2 separate regions of the Zea mays genome follow, and region 1 is linked to region 2. Evidence: chromatin contacts called from public Hi-C data. All regions are on one chromosome and are shown on one strand. Each heading gives the region's core, a stretch centred on a gene start, on an enhancer-like site or on the middle of the called end of the contact. The rest is flanking DNA. Distances are from core to core; before and after follow the strand shown.

What was found. Hi-C and Micro-C count contacts between places; a contact is called where the count stands out from the background.
Region 1: a contact with region 2 is called in a Hi-C map of tassel, with 2.4 times the contacts expected there. The contact joins the promoter of LOC100280157 here to the promoter of LOC100304312 in region 2. A contact is called at or near these places in 2 of 25 Hi-C or Micro-C datasets (ear and tassel).

The regions. Positions count from the first base shown.
Region 1 is chr4:83,554,341-83,558,867 of Zm-B73-REFERENCE-NAM-5.0, forward strand. It overlaps LOC100280157 (THO complex subunit 4C), which reads right to left and starts at 2,422. Exons shown (of 7, transcript NM_001153089.1): 1 at 2,281-2,422; 2 at 803-1,015; 3 at 1-78. The coding sequence starts at 958.
Region 2 is chr4:83,268,901-83,273,008 of Zm-B73-REFERENCE-NAM-5.0, forward strand. It overlaps LOC100304312 (putative leucine-rich repeat receptor-like protein kinase family protein), which reads right to left and starts at 2,030. Exons shown (of 2, transcript NM_001165754.1): 1 at 537-2,030; 2 at 1-429. The coding sequence starts at 2,001.

The sequences.
Region 1 (4,527 bases), core at 1,172-3,671, 290 kb after region 2:
AGTTTCTATTCCACTAGCCGCCATGCTATCACTAAATAGATCAGGTCGCCATGTCATGTCTTTGGTTCTGCTAAATGACTGAAAAATGCCAAACATCCAAGCATGTGAGGGAACATGTCATTATAAAAGAATATCTCTTCAAACTTTTCATATGATCATGCCAATCATCACGAACCACATTGACTTATCATTGGTCTTTAGAGGAAGAGTAGCAATAATTATAACCGAGAAATAGCAAAACCATGAAGTACTGCATTAAGTTAACAGCTGAGAAGGAAAGAGCTCCACCAATATCACAAAAGTCCAGGAGACAAATGGCTTGTGCACTTGCTATGGAAGCAGACTAGAAGAACTTCCATGGGAGTATGGAATCCAGAACTGTTGAATAAGGGGCACATTGCAATTTCCATATATGGCAAGAAGATTGATGGAGTCTTCCCTTCAGCATATCATGATTTAGACACATCAAACTGGAGTCCGCCAGCTTTATTTTTCATCTATTTCCTTCCATATGTTTGAAGAAATGGTGGTGTTCCAACAAAATTCCCATTAGAGATGACCACCATTTACTTCTGCCCCTCAATAAATTCAACCTTATGATCTACTGCAAAATTTCTACCAAAGTTGCATCTGCCCCTCCAAGCCTCCAAACAATACTGACAGAGAACACATTAGTCACAGACATCACAGATACTCCTGCCCCTCCATATAATGTAAGCTTAGGCATGCTCTCCCCATTCAGTTTCTACTTTAGTCAGGAACCTGACCATGAACAAAAACATAGTGACAGGTTTGGCCTTGCCTTAGCAATAGTGCGTGCAGATGGACGGGAGTTAACCCCAAGAGGTCCTCGGGGAGCCAATCCTGATCTTCCACGCAGGACATGTCCACCTCGCCCACCACTTCCTTGAATACGGCCACTACCCCTGTCTCCACCCCTTCTTTCGTAATATGACATAGCTCAAAGTTGTCACACAGTCAACCAACTGCCAAGCTACAACAGTACAATGGTAACCTGCGGTAAAGATGGCAAGCTTTAGATATGTTTAAATATGCAAAGGGGAGGTTGACATAGCTCCGAACTGTGAACTTGCAAGAAAACAGACAAACATGTAACATGAGTTGGATCTAGTGAGTATCTTTAAACACACAAAGTCGAATATAAAGAAACTAAATTACTAAAACAAAGCTGCTCATCGCACATTGATATTGATAATACAAAAACTATTGCATCAGCAATGAGGAAACTGGAGTAGTCAAGCTAAAAGGCAAACGGATTGTGTAAAAGGGTTCACTGACAGTCTGAGATCGATTCAAAGTAACTAGTTGACAATTTACAATAATTCTACAGAAGATTTGATAAACTGAGCCCAACAATGAACTATACTTAAGATCAGAGGCAAATCTATAATCACTGTGTTGGGTGCTGCCGCACCCATGAAAAAAACGTGATAAGAGCCAAATTGTCACCATATTTCCACCCTGGCACCCCCTATGTCACAAAATCTGTGCACCTATGAGGCAAGCTCTCAAGTGCATCCCCTTCGGATTTGCTCTAGCTTCACTACTGCTTAAGATCAAACTGCTAATACATGAAACATCAGGGTACAAGCCCATCTGAACTTAATACAGTTACAAACTTACGATGCATCATCACATGAAAACAATTCAGTTGCTATGCAGCTTGTTCCAATTTACCATCACTTAAAAAAATTGTTGAGTTCCTATGTAGCGACCTTAGGAGAAGAACAAACGTTGAGAACTGTTGTTAGGAGTTGTAAAGCACTCGAAATTCCTATAGGTTACAGCAATGACAGTGGAGACATTAAACATGTAGGAATGTCATTGCCAGCAAACCAAAGTACCAAACAGCTAATATCCTGATATTCAGAACACATATTTGAGAACCCTGATGATGTTCTGAAAAGGAATCTCACAAACTCCACAAACGCAGCTGCTCAAACTCCTAAAAACGAAATGCCTAGCCATTTCCTCATACCTGGCCAATCCGGCAAAGGAGCCTCTCCCACCCCACACCAATCCACGTTACGAACACAAAATTCATGCATCTACAGAAAAAAAAACTCGCAAAGGCGAGAGCGCAATCAGGCTTACGCAAGACACCGAAGAATCCCACAAGTACCGAGTTGTATTCTACAAACCTAAATCCCTCTTCAATACCACATCGGCAGCCTCTCCAGCCCTACCATCTGCGTCGGACAAACCGGATCTGGAAATATATCATCACGAAGAGCACTGGCGGCGGGGGAGGCGACTTACTCTCGCGCGCGCAGGGGTGTCGGCGACTGGGTGGAGAATATTCTTCGGGGCGCTCCCGGCCTCAGTTTCCTCGAGCCTCCGCCGGATGACGCGAGAGAGAATGAGGGGGCGGAGGCGGTGCCGAGAGGGAGGGGCAGAAGGAGACAGGATGCGGCGTGAGTACTGGAATCAAAACCCTAGCTCTCGTTATCTCGATTTTCTTCTGCTTGTGATGAGATGGGAAGGAAAACAGGGGAGGGGGCTGGCCGGGTAGAGTAGTAGACTCGGGAGAGAGGTCGCGCGGGTTCGTACTCGGTGACCCCGGGAGCGATCCTGGCCGTGGGAATATGCTCTGAGGATGCTTCCAATCGTGTCGAAGTCCGAAATCGACGGTCTCGATTGGTTTGATGGTGGGGAGTAGCCACCATACGGTTGATAAATTCGGTAGCCGGCCCAGTAATCGACACCGGCCGATAACTTTGATATTTTGAATTTAGAAATTTTCATAAATTTAAAAACTTTTGATTCCAATGTTTTATAAATACTATAGATTATTTGAAGCCTTCCTACTAAAACCAAAATTCAAAATACACAGCGGATCTCAAACTAAAGATCATGGAAGTTTCGAAAAAAATACAACTAGGATTGTCGAGTAATCGCTCCGCAAAGCTGATAAAATCGGTGTGTAGGACCGATTAGCCGGCGACTGAGTAGAAGCTAGGGTTTTAAAGATTTTTCCCCTTTTTACTAGAAATCTTTTTAAATTACCATGGGTACTTGTAATATAGGCTAACAATACTTATAATAATAGAACATATTATTGGTATATTTAGGAATATTAGATTGAATCGATCCGGTTTGGGAATGTTCTAATTTTTGGTGGCGTCATGGTTCGTCTTAACCTTTTTTCTATGTGAATTATACGTCGGTGAAGTAAATCGACAACCGATTAGGTGTACCAATGGAAGGAGCCTGAGTACTACCAAATATCGGTGGACTCGTGAAGTACACTTCTATATGGATCGGACAGACTTGAGCGAAGTACAAGACACGGTTAATGCATGAGCAAGGTATTATGTTGCTCTCATCAGAGGAGTATAATACACACCCGTGGAATCTTCGATGGTATTTATGAACTATGAAATTGTGGCATGTAATGTATTTGAACCATAAAACTGTGTCATACAATACATTTTGAACCGCTAAATGTTGTTATTGGACTTGTAACATTTATGTCATTTTTGTTTGTTTTTTGTGGCCTAAATATGCTTTATTTGCCAATAAACAAGAGGTTCGGTTTCTTGTGCGTTGCTGCTGGTTTATCAAATTGGTGACCGACAAATCGGTCTTATCGACCAAATAATCGGCCTTGAGCCGTTTGAATTAAGATCCAATAATCGGTCTTCATTCTTTATCTTGCATAAAAATAATTAAGATCCAATAATAATTATTTTGAATAAGTAACTTAGCTAATGATTCATGAAATTTTTTGTTGATGCACAACAAAATACTTAAAATTCATATATATAACTCAATTATTGTTGGTACATAATTTCTTATAACTAAGCTATTGTTTAAAAGCGTACACTGAATAAAAATTTGCGGGTGACCTTGCATCCCAACGTCTACTCCTTCAGTCATTTTGTCACTATGTGAAGCAGTGACTGGACATGGGCTTGTACTTTCTATTGATGGAAAGTTGTGTTAAATCAGTTGGCCACTATAATTGATGTATCATATCAATTAAAGACGAATTAGTAATTACTATTGTTTTCGATCTCTGAAGTAATCGGGTGATCAATTTCATTGTGCTCACCACCCTCCATTTCACGATCTCTAGTTGCAGTAGCAAAGTTTCTTCCAATGGCAGATTGAAATTTCTGGTTTTGAAAAGATATCAGGCTCTGTCTTTCGCCAGACGACACATGATGCTTATGTCGTTGTTGAAAGTCGCCTAGAGGGGGTGAATAGGCATAATCTGAAATTTACAACTTTAAACACACACTACAAGCCGGGGTTAGCGTTAGAAACAAATCCGAGTCCGGGAGAGAGGGGGAAAACAAATCAAATGAAAAACAAACGGATGAACACGGTGATTTGTTTTACCGAGGTTCGGTTCTAAAGAACCTAGTCCCTATTGAGGTGGTCACAAAGACCGGGTCTCATTCAACCATTTCCCTCTCTCAAACAGTCACTTAGACCGAGTAAACCTTCTTCCTCAATCTCACGGGTCACTTAGACTCCACAAGGACCACCACACAATTGATG
Region 2 (4,108 bases), core at 780-3,279:
CGGCGTCGAACACCTCGGACGTCCACTCCTCCTGCACCACGGAGCGCACCCATCGTGGCAGGTTCACGCCGTCGGCGCCTTCGCGCAGCGCGTGCAACGGAGCGCGTCCGCTGAGCAGCTCCAGTACCACCACGCCGAAACTGTACACGTCGGCGCTCTGCGGCACGCTGCGGGCGTCGTTCACCTCCGGGGCGTTGTACCCGGCGCCCCGCCTCGGCGGCGCTGCGGCACCCGTGAGCTGAGCGATGCCGTAATCGGAGACGTAGGCGCCGTCGCGCGTCCCGGTGACGACGATGTTGGATGACTTGATGTTGCCATGGGACGACTTGGCCCCGGAGTGGTGGATGAAGGCCACACCGCGCGCCGCCGCTAGCGCGATGCGGGCGCGCGCCGTGAAGTCCAGCCGCGCACGGCCCTCCGCGCCTCCGTCTGCGATGCAAGAAAAGAACGCGAACATGGTGTTCATCCATCCCATATGTACACAATAGTACATGACGTCACGACGAGAAGACAAGTTTAGGGGCAGGGGCACGGACCGTGGAGGACGGCGGAGAGGCTGCCGGCGCCGACGAAGTCGTAGACGAGGAGCTTCTCCTCCTTGCTGTAGAAGTAGGCGCGCAGGCGGGTCAAGTTGTGGTGATGGAGCGCACCAAGCGCGGTCGCCTTGTTGCAGAACTCGTCCTCGGAGAGGTGCACCTCGCGGAGCCGCTTGACGGCGAGCACGGGCTCGCCGCCGTCTAGTGTGGCGCGGTACGTCGTGCCGAGCGGGCCCTTGGCGAGCACCTCGGCCGACGCTCGCAGAAGCGTCTCCAGGTCGTACGGCCTCTCCGGCGTGCTCCCCAGGAACACCAGCTTCTTGCCCTCGCTTATCATCGCCGGCGCGAGCGGCGGGGCGTGCGACTGCTTCACGGCGTCACTGTCCGTCCTCGCCAAGGTCACCGTTACAGGCGCGGTTGCCTCGTGCACATTTGCCGCCGCAGCACCCGCGGGCCTCCCCGCCGCCGCCGCCGCCGCCGCCTGGCGTCGGCGAAAGCAAGCGACGAGCGCCATGATGAGCAGGAGAACGAGCGCCGCGCCGCCGACGATGCCGACGATTGCCCAACGGGACAGGTGCTTCTTCTTTTCGCCACCCGCAGACGAAGCCGCCGGTGGAGGCGCCGGGGGCGTGGAGTCGGTGCACGCGGGGAGAGGGCCGTCGCAGAGCCCCGTGCCGCGGAACGCGCTCGCCGGCATCCTAGCGAGCGACGCCGGCACGGGGCCAATGAGCTGCGCGTTGAACGACACGTTGAAGCGCGAAAGGTTGGGAAGGTAAAGGCCCGGCGGAAGCAGGCCGGCCAAGTCGTTGCTGTCGAGGAACAACGTGTCCAGCTGCTTGAGCCTGTTAAACTCCTCCGACACGCCGCCGACAAGGCGGTTCCGAGAGAGATCGACCTGCCTGAGCGCCGCGAGCGAGAAGAGGCCCTCCGGCACGGCGCCGGTGAACTGGTTGGCCGTCAGGTTGACGACGGTTAGCTGGGCGCAGTTGCCGATGTCGGCCGGGATACCCCCGGTGATTGCGTTGCGGCGGAGCGACAGCGTCTGCAGCACGGTGAGGTTCCCGACCGTGCCGAGCGGTATCGTCCCGACCAGCCGCTTCCCGGGCAGCCGCAGCTCGACGACGCGGCGGGACCCGGGCCCGGCCGCCTGGGTCTGGTTGTCGCACACGACGCCGCGCCATCCGCACGGCGACAGCTCCGTGGTGTCCCACGGGAGGAGGCCCCGGCTGTCCAGTGCGCTCCGCAGCGCCAGCAGCGCCGCGCGGTCCCCCGCCAGGTTCTGCGCCATAAGGCCAGGCAGCGCGGAGGCGAGCAGCGCAAGCAGCGCGAACGGGACCGCCGCGCGGGCACCGCCGATCGCCCGCCGCTGGCGCGCCATCGCCGGCGCCGCTGCAATGTCTGCAGCTTCCAGGCAGGCAAGCAAGGCGCTCGGAACCTGAGTATAGATCAACGATGCCAATGGCATAAAGCAGCCGGCTGGGCGCGCGCAACAAGAAAAACGTCGGGCAGGACAAGAGTGTCGCCGCGTCTGTCAAAAGAGGAGATGGAGCTTTGGAGGAATCAGTGGCGCGGACGTGTGGTTGGATCGGACGCGTGTAAAATTGGCGGGAAATGACACGAGCCTTTTTATACGTACTCCTCTAGTCCTCTGGTTCGTGGTGTGAACTGTGAAGCCACCGATGCCGCACAGCACAGTTTAACACCTGTAATTAACTCGACTAGTTTAGCCATAAACAGAAGGCGGGTGAGAGATCTGCAGTGCAGCAGCTGCTAAGCTAGGTCGCCATGGACGGCAGAATATATTAGTACTAGTGCTGTGGTACTGGGCTCGGACTGGGCGAGGGAGCGCCGGTCGAGGAAGGAGATTGACAGCTGGGGATCTGACGGCATGAGGTGAAAGAACTGAGGCTTGGCGTTTGGATGGGAGCGGGCAGGCGCGCGCCGAGGAACGCGTCGCCGGAAACGCCTTGCCTTCTCCTCCTGGACCGTAGTCCTGTCCTGCCTTCTTTTCTTGTGTCTGTATTCCAGCTAGAATATATAAAATATGTATTCTATGTTTTTTCTTTTCCTTTTTAGGCTAAATATGTAAAATGCTCTATTCTCCATGTTTAATATTGTGGCATGAACCGATACTAAAGATTAATTTTAATATAGGTTCTAGCAAAAAAATACAATTACTAAAAAAGTTATTTAAAGGGTGTTTCGTACTGCTCCAGGTTCCGGCTCTAGCGTAAAGCTACATTTTATAATATAAATTTATATAGTTTTAAAAATATTTTTGAAATAAATAATAAAAAATAATTTATTTAAATGTCTTTTAAATGTTCACAACTCTAACTTCATGATTTTCTGGAGCTCCTAATAACCTGCTCCACTAACTCCACCAAATTTTTTGGAACTTAGAGCAGTTCCGAATAGGGCCTTGGTATCGGTTCTTAAGTGAATTTTTATTTTATATATTTATAGATTGATATTGATAGATATTTAATGTATGTATGTGCATTTATTAATATGTGCACATTTTTTGATAGCGAAAACAAGTTCTAACCTTTTGTAGTTTCGTACATACAAGCTCGATGAACAACTATGAGAATATACATATATATATATATATATATATATATATTTGGAACCATAAACAAATTAAGTAGCCATAATTCTAGTATTGCATCGTTATCCGTGGCTTGTGAAGATCTCATGGCCACCTTCTCTAAAGGATTGATAAAAATTGAGGGCTTCTTGGTGTGATTCTTCTGTAGCGGTCTCCAAAATCGAAACCAATATGTTCCTATGAAATAACATGCAGAATTGACGATATTGATTTATGATTAAAAATGCCACCATTGCAGAGCCAAATGGACCAAAACATTACCACAATTCCAATTAAAAGTTCCTTTGTTAGATTCACAAGCCCCCGTAATATGATTAATACTAGACGATTTGTCTATGTGGAAGCCAAAGAAAATGGTTCTCCATATGTTTGTAACAAGGTAAAAATCAAAGAAAAGGTGTCGAATACTCTCATTTTGGTTACAACTAGTCAGTTACCCGTTCATTGCTATTGTTTCTATATATCAAATGGGTAGACTTTATTCTAATAAAACATAAAAATATGTGTATTCTATTAGTTAGGTGGGTGTGAATGTGGAGCCAACAACCAAGGTTCAAACCCACACTTGTGCATAATTTTACTTTATTTTTGCATTAAACGGGAAGAGAAATGATGACATGGGACTACCGTTAAAATAAGTGCATTATATAGTAGAGAAAATTGCACTTCAAACTTCCCTTCTACTTTCGTTTCGCTAGGTTATCTTTTGTGAGAGTTACTCCCCTCCATAAATACCACATTTTTTTAAAATTTTGAGCCAAAGGTTTAGTTTCCAAAGCAAAACCTGAAAATTTTGAGTGGAGTTATTCATTAAAATAAAGTATATAGATTGGATAGAGGAAAGTCCATCTCGCTGAGGCCCCCAAAGAAATCTCTCTCATAGAACCCAAATTAACTGTGGCCAACTAAAAGTACCTTGAGGGTACAAATCCTGTTGTTAGGATATCAAAGTGCAATGCTT